Linked DNA regions of Sus scrofa: regions 2 and 3 are each linked to region 1. Evidence: chromatin contacts called from public HiChIP or PLAC-seq data. All regions are on one chromosome and are shown on one strand. Each heading gives the region's core, a stretch centred on a gene start, on an enhancer-like site or on the middle of the called end of the contact. The rest is flanking DNA. Distances are from core to core; before and after follow the strand shown. Region 1 overlaps AUH (methylglutaconyl-CoA hydratase, mitochondrial). Region 2 has its middle 80 kb from the start of NFIL3. Region 3 has its middle 170 kb from the start of SYK.

Region 1 (5,156 bases), core at 1,462-3,961:
TAAAAGCATGGCCTTTCTTCCCATATTTAGGCCACAACAGGAGTTTTTCCTCGGGTTTCTAAGTGCTTCCTTTCTGGGAGGGGGTGGGTGACAGATGTCATCCCCAAGCCGTCAATCCTTTTCCCCTCAGGTGTCTTACACTCCTGCTCCAATTTGGAATGGTTGTTGTCTGGACCTATTTTATTGCTGTTATTCCTGGATTGTTTTGATGTCCAATTAGGTTAATTCCTGTATTTCCTTAAAGCCAAGTTATTTCTTTTTCTTTTTTTTTTTTTTTTCGGCCACACACACCTGCAACATATGGAAGGTCCTGGGCCAGGGACTGAATCCAAGCTGCAGCTGAGACCTACGCCACAGCTGTGGCAACAATGGATCCCTAAACCACTGTACCAGGTTGCAGATCAAACCCGTGCTTCAGCAGTGACCCGAACCACTGCAGAGACACTGCTAGATCCTTAACCCACTGTACCACAGTGGGAAGTCCCAAGTTATTTCTTAACAAGGGTCCTTGAGAAGCTAATTTTTCTAGTCCTTGTATATCCGAAAGTGTCTTTATTCTGCTATTACAACTCAATAGTAGTTTGTCAGGTAGAAAATTCTCGGTAAAAATAATGTGTTTATTTTTAGATTTTGTTCGCAATACTTATAAGCATCCAGTGCTGAAACAGATAAAACACTGCTAAATGAGTTTGATACTTCTTCATACACAATTTTTTTTCCTTCTCTGAAAATTTTTACAATCCTCTCTTTATCCTTGAAGCACTTACAAATACGTACATACCCATGGGTGACTTGTCTGCATTAATTGTGCGGGCTCTCAGTGGGTCCATTTAATACAAAGATGTGCCTTTTCTGCACCTGGGAATTATCTTCCCTTCCTCTTTTGATATGTTCCTCCTTCGTTTTCCCTTTCTCTCACTTCTACGAAGTCAAATGTCAAACTTCAGAGATTAATTTCCCATGAACCTCTTCTTGCACTTCTTTTGTCTTTGCTCTACATTTTGAACAATTACTTCAACTTTATTTTAAACTAAATAAATAAATCTAATGGCCCTTTCTTATAATATAATTGCTTCTGCATTAGCTGTTGCCTTCAGGTCTGTTCTTTTTCCTTTCAAGCTGTCAATTCTCCTCATTTATGATAACCAAGTGACCCCTTGGTTATCTGTTCATTTAAGATGGAAATACTGGAAAATGGAATTGCTCTCCCCTGCTCTGTTAGTTGGTCTATAGAAAGGCTTCTTCCTTAGTTGGAGGTTCTCAACCCTGTGTCTGACCAGGATAGGAAGCTTTACCTGATGTGAACAGAAAAGAACCTAACTTTTGAGCAGGAAACCTCCCCCCAAAAGAAGGGCTTTACAGTGGTACCAAAACTCCTTATCAGAAGTCTTTATTTTTTGAGTTTGGTTTCATATCTAAAGCAGAATCAGTTTTCACCTATTTTGTACATGCTAGCTGCCTCTGCTTTAAGTGTGTGTGCACGCATGTGAGTGTGAGCACAGGGCACTGAGAGAGTGGGGTTGGGGGACTGAACTGTACTACGATTCCATAAATAGCCTTTAACTGTACCCTGTTTTTTGGAAAACTTGTATCTAAGTTGTAACCTCTGCCATAGCTGCTGGGGCTGAGTCCCTCTCCAGGATTCCCTTAGAAAGACTGCTTTCTACTTCTCTGAAGGGCCCTTGCAGTACACCTAGGTGAGATCTTTCCCGCCTGTCTCATCTCCAACATTCCCAAAAAGTTGTTGAGAAAGCTCTCTTGCAGCGCTGTGGCTTAAGGATCTGGTGTTGCTGGAGCTGCGGCACAGGCTGCATCCGCTGCACAGGTTCGATCCCTGGCCTTCCACATTGTGGCCAAATAAAATAAAACAAAATTACTGAAATTTCTTCTTTGTTAATGATGCCTCTCTCTTTGCTTTGCTATTTACTGGTTAGTGACTAAACTTTTTTCCCCTCCTTTACAGTCTGTGCTTTATTTTTTTTTCCTTTATAATGATTTTTATTTTTTCCATTATAGCTGGTTTACAGTGTTCTGTCAATTTTCTACTGTACAGCAAGGTGACCCACTTACACATACATTTATACATTCTTTTTTCTCACATTATCACGCTCCATCATAAGCAACTAGACATAGTTCCCAGTGCTATGCAGCAGGACCTCATTGCTTATCCACTCCAAAGGCAATAGTTTATATCTATTAACCCCAAATCCCCAATCTGTCCCACTCCCTCCCTCTCCTAACTGGCAACCACAAGTCTGTTCTCCAAGTCTATGCTTTTCTTTTCTGTAGAAAGGTTCATTTGTGCCATATATTAGATTCCAGATATAAGTGATATTATATGGTATTTGTCTTTTTTTTTTTTTTCTGACTTACTTCACTTGGTATGAGGGTCTACAACAAATACTAACAGACAGAAAAGGAGAAATTGATGAGAATACAACGACAGTAAGAGACTTTAACACCCTACTCACACCAATGGACAGATCCTCTAAGAGAGAAAATCAATAAGGCAACAAAGATCCTAAATGTGCTTTCATTCTGATGAGGTTTTAAAATGGGCAGTTGGCAAATGACAGTGCTGTGCCTAGTCCACCTTCTTGACTGGAAGGCTTAAAGATTTTTAAGCCTAGAGTGAAAAGTCATACTCACACCCCAAAGTAGAGAGAACAGCATAAAGAATGTCATGCACTGATGACTAATTCTCAAAGATATTTTAAGCAAACAAAATTTGATCATTGGCAGACTCCTCATTAATAACCCCTGCTGAGTGAAGTCCTCTGTGACTAGCCTTTGGGTAAGAATTACACAATACTGAAAAAATCATTTTGTAAGAAAGAATCTGTCATATAGTTTGATTTTGTAATCAGGGCAAGAGTTCCTTACACCATCTGTTGCACGGGATTTCACAGAATAACTGTCCAGAAGGAGACACAGGCCCCAGAGAGGCAATCTTCTTCTTTTAATAGGTAAGAGGAGCTCACGACTTGGGTAGGTGTTCTGGGGGCACACGCAGTCACAGGCTGGGGCAATCCCATCTTGCCCATCAATTAATGGAACAGGCAGGACCCTCACCCTCTTTTAACATCTTCTTCATTGGTGACTTAAAAGGTTATATATAGTTTAATATAAATACTGTGAAGGCCAGACTGTTAACTTTACATAAAATTGTAAAATAAAATGAGGTTTTTCAAGAAACTACGAGCATGTGACACGTGTTCCCTTTTAGGTCTGCTTTGGTGGGAAGGTTTGGAAGCACAAAGGAGTAAAACCAGATCTTCAGCACATGGCGCAGGTCTCTTTATTGTCAGGCCAGATAGCAGCAAAGGAAGTGTCAGCTTAACCCACTAATACATCGCGAAGACTCAGAGTTAGCAATGCGCGTGCTAGAGAGATACCCCAGCTTCCAAATGTAAAATTCCATGGACAACTAGCACTTGTATGGGACCCTGCAGTATATAGCACAGTTTCTAAAAGGTAACAAATAGAATAAACCTGACCACAGCTTTGTAACAGAGATTTACTATTACTCATTTTACAAAGAAAAGCTCAGAGACCTAAGTAACCACCACACAATTAGTAAATGACGTAAATTCAGTCACCTTTAACGCCAAATCTTCACCGTGTAGAGCATGGCCTGTCTTTCCCTTTGACTGTTCACCTGTTCCCTTTTCGTGGTGTCTGGTTCTTGTTCAATGGCTGTAATAGCCAATAGAATAATCCAAGGTTTTCGGATGTATGTTTTCAGTTGCCTGCATTTTTTTCTGGCCCTCATCTACTTACCCCATGAAGCCCTCGACAAGTGGAAGCAGGTGTAAAGCTACTGCTAGGAGAACACACCCCATGAAGCCCTCTATAAGTGGAGGAAGCCTTCTACAAACGGAAGCAGGCATGAAGCTACTGCTAGAAGAACACACCATCTCCTTGGGTTGTGTCTTCAACTAAAAAGATCAGCACATTCCACTCCCATGTCCCATTCTTGCTGGCAGTGGTTCAAGGACACTCAAGTGTCACATGGGTGATGTCTGATTGCCTCTTCTCAGGTGCAATGGGTACCCCCAGGCAACAGGGAAGAAATCCTAGTCTCTTTTCCTTCCTCTGTGAATGCTGCCTTCCCTAAGGCTACAGCCACCTTTTTACACTAGTTCTTAGGAGGAGAATAATAGTGAGGTTTGGCTGGTTCTGGCCCCTCTCCGCAAATATCACATTCCCACCCAGAACCCCTTCTCTTGGACTCACAGATCTGTCCCACTAACTCTTGGCTTTGGATACACACTGATCATCAAACACCAACTCCAGATGACTCTGAGGATGCCCTCTAGGAAGGTAAATGTAGACTAAATGTAAAACTAAAAACCAAGCATATATTTAACAAACAAGAACATAAAACAAGACACAAGTCAACTTCCTGTCGATAACATTACCCTTAAAAGTTTACTCAAAAAACATTGTTTTCTTCTATACTTGAAAGCAGAAAGCACTTCATCCAAACTTTGGATTAAATTAGGCTTTAGCATTATCGCACAGCCCTCCTCATCCGATGGAACATTTCTATGACAAGAACATCCTCTAGGTTAAGCTCATTCCAACATAACTCACTCCTGTGTCAGGAAGGAGACAATATTTAAAGTGTCTGCAAAACCTATGACTATGCAGAGAACACACATGCATACTTAGGCTGAGAAAAATACGATAGTCCATATACATATTTTTTTAAAACCCTAAATTTCTATTTATGCTATTATACCAGTTGCAACTATTTCATAGTCTTCCTTTGAAAGCTGGGGTACCTCTCTAGCATACACATCTAGGTCTTCTGGGGTAAATCCATATGTACGCAATTGTGATGAGTCTATATTCACACCTGTTGTGCATAATTCATCTAAACATAGAGAACAGAAGAGAAGCATATATTTAATAAATAAGAATATAAAACAAGACACCAGCCTGACCTTAAATATAAAGGTCATATACATATGCTTCAGAAGAGAAGCATACATTTAATAAGCAAGAACATAAAATAAGACACTAGTCCGATTTTTCACCAGGTTTATCCTACTAAGGGAATATCATTCAGATAATTAACCCCTTAAATGCTGAGAAACTTCCCTTGTAAGAAATGGATTAGCTACAGAAATGTTTAACCGTCTAGAAGGTGG
Region 2 (5,156 bases), core at 1,756-4,255, 230 kb after region 1:
ATGGCCGAGGTTAGTCTAAAAGAATTTTCATAAACCACCAATCGCATTACATCAATGCATCATCTGAAATCCCATGGTGATTTTCCTAAACATAACTAGCTCACTGGCTTCACACATATTATCTCTTCTTGTCATTGCAAAAAATTCTCTAAATGTTTATATTCTTACAGGGCTGTGCTAAAATGGCCAGTTAGCTAATGTGGAACCTTAAGGGGAAAGTATTGCATAACCCACCAAGAAATAAGGCTGGGATGGAAATATAGCCATCAAGCTCAACTGTCAGAATATCATGCCTCCCTAAAACCTGCATCCAATACAAGGCATCTCATTAACTCCTTTGTCTCTCTTTCTCTATGATTGGGGCAGGATGGGTGGGGAAGACTTTGGTATGGAAAGGGCAGGGGTTGGAAACGACAGGTCGCAGTAGAGGGACTTGGAGAGACCCATTTCTCTTTCCAAAACACCGTGTGACAAAACTGCCCTCCACCCCCAGCCCTGGCCTCTCTTCTAAGTTCCAGATGCAAACATCCAGCTGCTTCCAGGGCATCGCCACAGGGGTCTCCCTCGGGCACTTTACGAGGGCTTGGCTCTGCCCTGGGCTACAGGTCACCAGCCAGAACCCCTGAGGACCACCCCGTTTGTCGCCACGCTGTCCCCTTAGCACAGGGCCCAGGGGTGGACATGTGAGGTCGCCAGTCTGCCCATTATAGCGGGACTCGCAGTGCCCCAACCATCACCACAGAAGCTGAACAAGGGATCCGACCTGAGGATGGAGGAGAAAGGCAGTAATTACACAGAGGATGATATGCTTGGGAGAAGCATTTAACTCTGAGTGCTAAAAGGACTATCTGAGCATCCAGGGGGAAAGTCTAAAAACCCCAAACACCAGAGTTCCCTTTGTGGCTCAACGGTTAACAAGCCCAACTAGTATCCATGAGGATGTGGATTCGATCCCTGGCCTTGCTCAGTGGGTTCAGGATCCGGTATTGCTGTGAGCAGACGTGGCTCGGATCTCGAGTGGCTGTGGTGGTGGTGGAGGCGGGTGGCTACAGCTCCGATTGGACCCCTAGCCTGGGAACCTCCATATGCTGCGGGTGCAGGTTTCAAAAGACAAAAAAAAAAAAAAAAAAAAAAAAAAAAAAAAAAAAAACCCAGAAAAACAAAAAACAAAAACCCCAAACTCCTCCCCATGGTGCTTTGCATGCACAGCGCAAAGCCTTTTCCCTGCCCACTTCGAGCTGCAAAGGTGTGACTCCCAGCATCTCAGGGAAGCCCACCCGGACTGCTCTTCCTGTTACTGCCTCTCCAGCCCCCTCCAGGGTCTGAGTTCTGGCCACTCTGTGTTCCTTGTTGTTTCTCCAAATGCTGCAAGCTGTTCTATCCTCCCTGCCATCATGCTTATTATTTTTCTTGGACTTCCTTCATCTTTTAGCTACTCTGTCTGACTTCTTCCAAATCCCTCTAGTCCTTGTCTTAAGCATCCCCTTCCCTGAAACCTCAGCTGAGTTAGAGGAATAGCAGTATCAGTAAGGGTGCTGCACTGGACCCTGTAACACAGGACCCGTCTCTTTTTCTCATGCACTTCCTCTAACTCAGAGGCTTTGCATCCTCAGTGCTTGGCACAGCACTTGGCACATACTGTTTCATCAATAGTTTTTGGGAAAATGAATGCTGTAAAGAATAGCATGCTTGTGTCCAAGACCTGGGATCAATGTCCTGCTTTGCTATTTGCAGGTGTGTGTTTTTGCTGAGCTAGTTTAATTTCCCTAACTTCAGTCCTCTTGTCCATAAAATGGAGATAATGATAAATTTCCTTTCTTACTCTAGTGAGGATTAGCATCAAAATAAGAGAGTTCATGTCAAACTCAGAAGTCTTATCCAAATATAAGCTTTTATTTTCCCTTAGGCAGCACCTGCAACACATGGACTTTCCCAGGGTAGAGAACAAATCAGTGCTGTAGCTTTTGGAAACTCTTGAGTCTTTTGTTTTTTCGTTGTTTTGTTTTGTTTTGTTTTGTTTTTTTGTCTTCATGGGGCCATACCCTCAGCATACAGAAGTTTCCAGGCTAAGGGTTAAATCGGAGCTGCATCTGAGGCCTGTGCCTCAACTACAGCAACAGCAACCTCGGATCCGAGCCTCACCAGTGACCTACACCACAGCTTTCGGCAACGCTGGATCCCTAACTCACTGAGCAAGGCCAGGGATTGAACCCTCATCCTCATGGCTACTAGTCAGGTTTGTAACCCACTGAGCCACAATGGGAACTCCAACGCTGGGTCCTTTAACCCACTGACCAAGGCCAGGGGTGGAACCTGCATCCTCACAAAGACAATGTCAGGTCCTTAACCTACTGAGCCACAATAGGAACTCCCAGATACAAGATTTTCAAAAAGGAAAAGAGAAAATAAGAAGAAAAAGAACAGCCAAAATTTGCGTAACTTATACAAGGTGATGGGCACTGTTCATTTCATCCCTGTAGCCATTTCTGAACAGAGGCTACATCATTTGCCCGGGACATGGACATCAAGCTAGGATGCACCAGGCCGTTTGGATCCAGAGTATGCATGCTTAAACGCCCACTACGGTAATAATGATTAACGCTAATACTGACTGCAAGTTTTCTATATGCTGAACTCCACAAGGAGCATTTTATAAATATTCTTCTGTCCTATATTCTCGGCAGCTCTACCAGTGCACCCATTGAGCAGATGAGAAAACGGAGAAAGTGAGGTGTTGTCACTCAACCATGGGATGAGGCTGCTGTCCTGACCCAAGGCCCATACACAGAGCCCACGTTAAGCTGGGGAGGGGACACAGGAGGGTTGAACACGAGGGCCACAGCACCCAGGCCTGAGGATCCACGGAGGAAGCTGAGTTAGGGGTCAAGGATGACGCTGACCATGAGGCAGCTTTGACGCTAAACTCAAAGCCTTTGATGGTTTTCGAGCCTCTGCGGGAAAAGGAGGATGTGAAACAAAGGGCTAAAGCTGAGGATTGTTGGGAAATAAGTGGGCTGGCAAGTTCCTCTTGAGTTTAGAGGAAGAGCCTTAGGCAGTCAGGCAGAGCCAGGGAAGGTTCGGAAGCGCCAGGCTGTAAATGGGGTCCCCTGGGAACGTCTCTCATCTGTAAAGAGCCCATGCTTCTCTTTCCTCACGTTGGGTTAACATTCTGATGTGCTCAGTGGGGTGTTCGTGACAGATTGAGGTTAGGAGTTTTTGGTGGGAATACCACAGACGTAAAATGCTGAGCTGGTCTCAGCTCATCAGATCAGAGGCGCCTGAAGTCAGTCTGTCCCACTATTGCTGCAGTTGACTTTGATCGCCCAGTGAAGGTGGGGTGGGCCAGGCCTCCCTGCTCTGAAGCTACTGTTTTCTCCTTTGTAATCAACAAGCATTTGGTGGGGGAGTTTCCATCGTGGCTCGGTGGTCATGAACCATGCGGGTCTGGTCCCTGGCCTTGCTCAGTGGCTTAAGGATCCGGCTTTGCTGTGAGCTGTGGTGTAGGTCACAGACACAGCTCAGACGCCAAGTTGCTGTGGCTGTAGCCGAGGCTGGCAGCCACAGCTCCTATTCGACCCCTAGCCTGAGAAATTCCATATGCTGTGGGCACGGCCCTAAAGAGACAGAAAAAAAAAAACAAACATGGGAAAGTGTGTCAAGATGATGGATTTAATCCTGTTCGCTCATCACACTCGCATTCACTAGTTCTTGCGTTGATTGGTGGTTGTCTGGATCCATTATTACCGTGGTCATTGCCGAAAGGTGACTTTTTAATTCATTCATTCTTTTTTTTTTTTTTTGTCTTTTGTCTTTTGTCTTGTTGTTGTTGTTGTTGTTGTTGCTATTTCTTGGGCCGCTCCCGCGGCATATGGAGGTTGCCAGGCTAGGGGTCTAATCGGAGCTGTAGCCACCGGCCTACGCCAGAGCCACAGCAACACGGGATCCGAGCTGCGTCTGCAACCCACACCACAGCTCACGGCAACGCCGGATCGTTAACCCACTGAGCAAGGGCAGGGACCGAACCCGCAACCTCATGGTTCCTAGTCAGATTCGTTAACCACTACGCCACGACGGGAACTCCCATTCATTCTTTAAACCCAGACTGAGGGACATTTTACAAATAACTGGCTTATATTCCTCAAAACTATCAATCTTGTGAAAAACTGAGAATGATTTCAGATTAAAGGAGACTGAAGGGACAAGATAACTAAACGCCATGTGTGACCTGGACCAGGAGACTTTTATCCTTTTGTGCTAAAGAACATTATTGGGACAGCTGGTTAAATTTGAATAAGGGTGAGAGATTCAGTCATATTATATCAATGTTAATTTTCTGATTTTGATAATTGTGCTTGTATAATGGAAAAGAATGTCCTTGCTTTCAGGAAGGACTCATTGAAGCATTTAGGAATAAAAGGGATTTTTGGCTGCAACTTTCTCTCAAACAGTTGAGAGAAAAATAGTGTGTATCTATAGCAAATGATAAGACCAATACAGTGCAAAGTAAATATTTGGGGAATCTGGGTACATGGTGAATGGGAATTGTTTGTACTATTCTCACAAATTTTCCGTGAAATGATTTCATTTTTATTTTATTATTATTTTATTATATTTTATTTTATTTGGTTTCAGCATGCAGCAGATCTCAGTTGCCAAACAAGGGATTGACCCCAGGCCTCAAGGGTGGAAGCACCGAGTCCTAACCACGAGGCCAACAGGGAACTCCTTTTGTTTTTAATTTTTAACTTAATTTAATTTTTTATTATTTGGCCGCAACATGCAGCAGCTTGTGAAATGACTTCAAAGGGAAAAAGTTTAAAAAATACCCTCTGAGTCTAGACTGAACATGTGTGCTTGGCTCAAAGAATCTGCACCCCTGTGGGGAAGTGGCCGGGGTGATCTTGTCCCTGGGGACATTGAAAGGTTAGAGGACAATCTACTGCATCCCACTCTGACAGGTGCAGAGCCACAGGGGTATCTGGTAAAGAGCATCCTTCTCCTAGTGCTGGTTGTAGAGGAGGAAGCATTTGAGTCAAATGAGCCAAGTCTAGTTTTCTAGCAAACTTACTATTTGCTCATTGCTTCTGCCTCCAAATTCTAATTTCTGGGCATGACATTGCTATTGCCACATAACTCCCTTCTGTGTCATGTCTCCT
Region 3 (5,156 bases), core at 1,987-4,486, 180 kb before region 1:
TTGTTGAAATAGAAAAAAAAATTATGTAGGCATATCTGTAATTATTATATAAGTATATCTATGAATATGTATAGATTAAGAGATTTTTTTAAACTTAACTTTCATTATAATCAGAAAATCATACCTGTGTAACTAACTCTTTGGGTAACAAATACTTGCCTCATGGTTAGGACACACTTAATTGCTAAAAATTTTCTATATATGCTTGAAAATAGTGTATGTGTTTTTCTAGTGTCATTTTTTCATTTTCTAAAGTTTTATTGAAGTATAGTTGATTTACAATGTTGTGATGATTTCTGCTGTACAAAAAAAAAGATTCATTTACACGTGTACACACCTCCACTCTCTTTCAGATTCTTTTCCCACATAAATTATCACAATATTGGGTAGAGTTCTCTGCGCTATACCGTAGGTCCCTGTTGGCCAATCATTTCATTCCATTGCTTTTTAGGGCCACACTCATGGCATATGGACGTTCCCAGGCTGGGGGCTGGAATCAGAGCTACAGTGAGCTGAGCCACACTGAGCTATACTTCAGTGTGCATATTCTAGTCCCAAGCCCTCAATCCATCCCTCCCTCTAGTTGTCCTTTAAATCATGTAGCATTTAATCTTATGTTCTCCATCTATTGGTTTGTCCAGTCATAACTAACCTCTATTTGAGAGTTCTGTTTTCAGAGGTTCTTGTGTGTGTCACTGAATTGGCCACAGAAGTGTTTACAGGCATTTTAGTCGACCAGTTTGCAGGAAATGATGCCCTGGAGCTTTCCTTCGAAAACTCAGTGGCCCTTCCCCAAGGGCCCCTTGACATCTGTGCTTCTGGAAGGTAGAGACACAGCTCCGAGGCCAGCCCAAAGGGGAACCAGGGGTAAAGCTCATGACTTGCTGCCACCTGGGAAGTAAAAGTGTCCTGCACTGATAGCCCTTTGAAGCAGAGACACGCGAGGAGAGACTGAGCTCTGCAGACATGCACAGATATGTCCCTTTGAGATTGTCTTCTAAAATTAAATTGTTCCGATTGAACTCTCAAGGGTGTTAATAAGATCCCTCTTTTGAGCCATCCTGCTCTACCCAATTGCCTGCAAAAGGACTCTGAACATCCCCAAATTTCCCAACCCTCTGATGGGACCAAAACAACAGGGTTTTCTGTTAGAGGTTTGTTTTTTGCAGCCTTGCTAAGGGGAGGGGACTGAGACTCGTCATGAGTTATAAGATGCAGGAAAAGGGGTTCCTGTTGTGGCTCAGCAGAAAGGAATCCAACTAGGAACCATGAGGTTGAGGGTTGGATCTCTGGCCTCGCTCAGTGTTAAGGATCCAGCATTGCCGTGAGCTGTCGTGTAGTTTGCAGACTCTGCTCGGATCCTGTGTTGCCATGGCTATGGTGTAGGCTGGCAGCAACAGCTCAGATTAGACCCCTAGCCTGGGAACCTCCATATACCGCAGGTGTGGCCCTTAAAAGACAAAAGACAAAAAAAAAAAATACATTAAAAAAAAAGATGCAGGAAGACCCCAGGGGCAGACCTACACCTTAAAGCATAATGGAAAAGATTTAAAAAAGGATAAAGAATGTGTGTATATATATATATTTATGTAAATATATGTATATCTGTATGCAAGTGTGGAATACACACATATATACATAAACATATATACACATATATACATATATACACACATATATACATATACACATACATACATGTATAGACACATACACACATAGACACATATATACATGTATGCTCACATATACATATATACATGCATATATATGTATAAATGAATCACTTTACTGGACAGCAGCAATTAACGCAACATTGTAAATCAACTATACTTCAATTTAAAAAAAAGAGCAGTTTTTTTTTAAGTTTCATCAGGGCAATTTAATAAAGGAACCAATTACAAGAGTTAAAGGAAAACAATGGGGGGCTAATAAATGTAGGTGCCTTTAGGTCTAAAGGAGCAAGGTGAGGGAGAGGTCAATGGGAACAAGGCTTGGTGGCACATTTCTTTTTAATGCTGATTATCTAGTTGTAACACAGTTTATTTAACCTGAAAGACATCTCAGTTGCTTCCAAGTTTGGACAGTGATAAATATAGTTATGTTATATTGCTATAAACATCTATGTGCAGCTTTTTGTGTAGAAAGAAGTTTTCAACTTCTTTGGCTAAATACTGAGGAGTGTTATGACTGGATCATATGGTAAGAGTATATTTAATTTTGTAAGAAACTGCCCAACTATTTTCCAAAAAGGCTGCACCATTTTGCATTCCCACAAGTAAGGGATAAGAGTTCCTGTTGGAGGAGTTCCCCTCATGGTGCAATGGAAATGAATCCGACTAGGAAGCATGAGGTTGCAGGTTCGATCCCTGGCCTCCATCACTGGGTTAAGGATCTGGTGTTGCTGTGAGCTGTGGTGTAGGTCACAGATGCAGCTCAGATCTGGCATTGCTATGGCTGTAGTGCAGGCTTGCAGCTGTAGCTCCAGTTCAACCCCTAGCCTGGGAATCTCCCTATGCCGCAGGTGTGGCCCTAAAAAGATTTAAAAAAAAAAAAAAAAAGAGTTCCTGTTAGAAACAAAAAGAATTTTTTTTTTTTTTTTTTTTAGGTTCAAATTACCATCAGGAGAAAAACAGTGAGCTGAGCGGCAGGGTCATTCTGATAGGGCTTTTAAAGCATTTTAAATTCCAGAGATGAAGTGGGCCAGGGAGGCTCAGAGAATTTTCAGGTTATTTTTTGTTGTTGTTCACCTATGAGCCTCTTGCAAAACTAAAAATGAATAATAAACAGATGAGAAAAGTTCTGCTCCCAACAGTAATGAAAGAAACACAAGTTGAAAAACAATGAGACAGCATTTCTCAACTCTTAGATCAGCAAAGAGTAAAAAATGATAACATTTGGGCTTTTCAGGGACAAAAAAAAGCTGATGGTATGATAAAAATGTTATAAGATTCTTAGGAAAAAAAAAAAAAAGGTGGCAAAACCCAATAACTCCCTTCGTTAAGACATGTATCCTAAATAAGTCATCCACTTGTACGGGGGTGGGGGGGAGCTATTAAAATTGCCTGCACACATCCTGCTCTCTTCTCCTTTGGGCTCGTCAAAGGTTACAAACCACCTCCTTGGCTGGGAGCCAAGGCTGTGAACGGAAGTGATGAGTTTCACTTCCCTGCTCAACGCAGAAGGCCAGGGGGAGCTCCCCATTCACTTTGTGCCCTGCCGAACCCTGGAAGGCTGGTGGCAGTGCTGGTGTTGCTTTTGCCTCTAGGACAGAGTGACTTTGTGGAATGGAGCTCCTGGCCAGCCTTGGTTCCATTTAAAAGTGAACAAGAAACAACATTTTGCTACCTTAAGCCACTGAGATTTTGAGGTTATTGTTAACTCAAGCCTAGATGGTCCTGACATCTAAAAACTTGTATCAAATGAGATTCCTCGTAGCTTTACATTATAATAGTATAATTTTAGCCACAACTTAAATGTCAGAAAATACATAGAGTACAGACTTGTGGTTGTCAAGGGGAAGGAGAAGCTGGGGAGGGATGGCTTGGGAGTTTGGGGTTAGCAGAGGCAAATTGTTATATACAGGATGGATGAAAAACAGGGTCCAACTACATAGCACAGGGAAGCATATTCAGTATCCTGTGATAGACCATAATGGGAAAGAATATGAGAAAGTATATATATACATACATATATATAACTGAATCACTTTGCTCCACAGCAGAAAGTAACACATTGTAAATCAACCATACCTCAATAAAATAATTTTTAAAAATACAAGATGGCCAAATACATGATGACCAGTGGTCCAGTATAATACTATAAAAAATATTCTATGATGCACAAAACTGGTATGTTGAGGGTCTGGGAGCCATAGGAAGAGTCTCACAATGAAATGCTGAGGAAATAAGGCAGAATATTAAACTACCCATACAGTATGCTGACACTTTTGTTTAAAACTGTTGATATAAATGCAGAGGAACAAATAAAAGACAAATATCACAACGTTAGTAGTGATCATGACAGTGAAATAACACAAAATTAATGTCCGAAACCTAAGGTTGGCCATCCAAAGGGAGCATTGAGGGCGAGCTAAAAGATGTTATTGCGTAGAACATGGAAAAGATAAGTAAGAACTCTTTTCCAAAACCGCAAGAGCAGTAAGTGGGAATCAGTAATGACTGGTTATAAGAAGAACTGTTTCATTGAGCAAGCAGACCCACTACTTGTGAAATCATTTTATGGGGCATAGTGCCAACTTACTCCTCTTTTTTTTGTTTTCTTAATTTCCACTGGCAATTATCCAAATCTCAGGTTATAGGCTTGTCAGTTATAGCTGAGGAAGAAAAACAGGCCACATGACTACTAAAACATGCAAGTGGGTGTCAGAAAATATTCTCATGGCCTCTAAATTAAAGTCAAGTCTTGACTTGGCTGTACAGCAGAAATTGACACAACATTGAACATCGGACACACTTGAAACATTTTTGAAAAGTAAAAATTAAATCTCAGAGGAGAAAAAAAGTCAAGTCTTGAGGTATGGATTAACAGCATGGACCACTTGGTTTTGTCTTCCCCAGAGATTTGAAAACGATGCCAAAGTCTGACTGTCCAGCAACATCATGTCCTTGGGAAGGGGTGGGCTTACCGAGGCAATAGGAACATTCTGCTATTATTGGGGTCTCTTCTAGGAATGACTGGGGAGTGAGGCAAGCTGGGGGAGCATCGTGTTTTTAGAAACGACCATCAGACTGCCTGGATCTCAACAAGACACTCAGCATTCCAACGATTCCAACTTATTCCCTTTCTGGGGATGTCCCTCGGCCTGCAAAGGAACTCTTTCATCTGTGCGGGTTTTCCCAGAGGTGACCACAGAGGAAGTCCATTTCTCAGCAGAGTTTGAGCTGGAATGACTCCCACATAAACGCTGATAAACCTTTTTTGGAGCCTAAAAATGCTGTTGTGCGACACCCACGGCTCCTGAATGTCACCAGCTGGGAAATTACTACTGTTCTCATTGCCTGGCAAGAGTGACAATTGAGACGGTCACTGTGAGTGCAAAGCAAGGACAACGATGACGATGGTTTGCAGGACAACTTGGAGAGAGAAGTGAATGGAGAGACTTGAGTGTTGGGAGAAGGGAACTCGGTTGGAAT

What was found. HiChIP or PLAC-seq counts read pairs in DNA pulled down with a chosen protein or histone mark.
Region 2: a contact with region 1 is called in an H3K27ac HiChIP or PLAC-seq map of alveolar macrophages. The contact joins two enhancer-like sites. A contact is called at or near these places in 1 of 47 Hi-C or Micro-C datasets (embryonic fibroblasts) and 1 of 2 datasets of contacts at active chromatin or transcription factors (alveolar macrophages).
Region 3: an H3K27ac HiChIP or PLAC-seq map of alveolar macrophages shows a contact between it and region 1. The contact joins two enhancer-like sites. A contact is called at or near these places in 5 of 47 Hi-C or Micro-C datasets (embryonic fibroblasts, epiblast stem cells, liver and 1 more) and 2 of 2 datasets of contacts at active chromatin or transcription factors (alveolar macrophages and skeletal muscle).

The regions. Positions count from the first base shown.
Region 1 is chr14:2,450,705-2,455,860 of Sscrofa11.1, forward strand. All of the region lies in intron 4 of AUH (methylglutaconyl-CoA hydratase, mitochondrial), which reads right to left. Among named protein-coding and RNA genes, the nearest start is that of AUH, 93 kb to the right of the region's middle. Within about 2 kb of position 2,712, at least 10 of the 83 cell types and tissues checked have an H3K27ac peak or open chromatin away from gene starts, as enhancers often do. A contact at or near this core is called in alveolar macrophages, where this site is marked.
Region 2 is chr14:2,681,621-2,686,776 of Sscrofa11.1, forward strand. No RefSeq gene overlaps it. Among named protein-coding and RNA genes, the nearest start is that of NFIL3, 80 kb to the left of the region's middle. Within about 2 kb of position 3,006, at least 14 of the 83 cell types and tissues checked have an H3K27ac peak or open chromatin away from gene starts, as enhancers often do. A contact at or near this core is called in alveolar macrophages, where this site is marked.
Region 3 is chr14:2,274,320-2,279,475 of Sscrofa11.1, forward strand. No RefSeq gene overlaps it. Among named protein-coding and RNA genes, the nearest start is that of SYK, 170 kb to the left of the region's middle. Within about 2 kb of position 3,237, at least 12 of the 83 cell types and tissues checked have an H3K27ac peak or open chromatin away from gene starts, as enhancers often do. A contact at or near this core is called in alveolar macrophages, where this site is marked.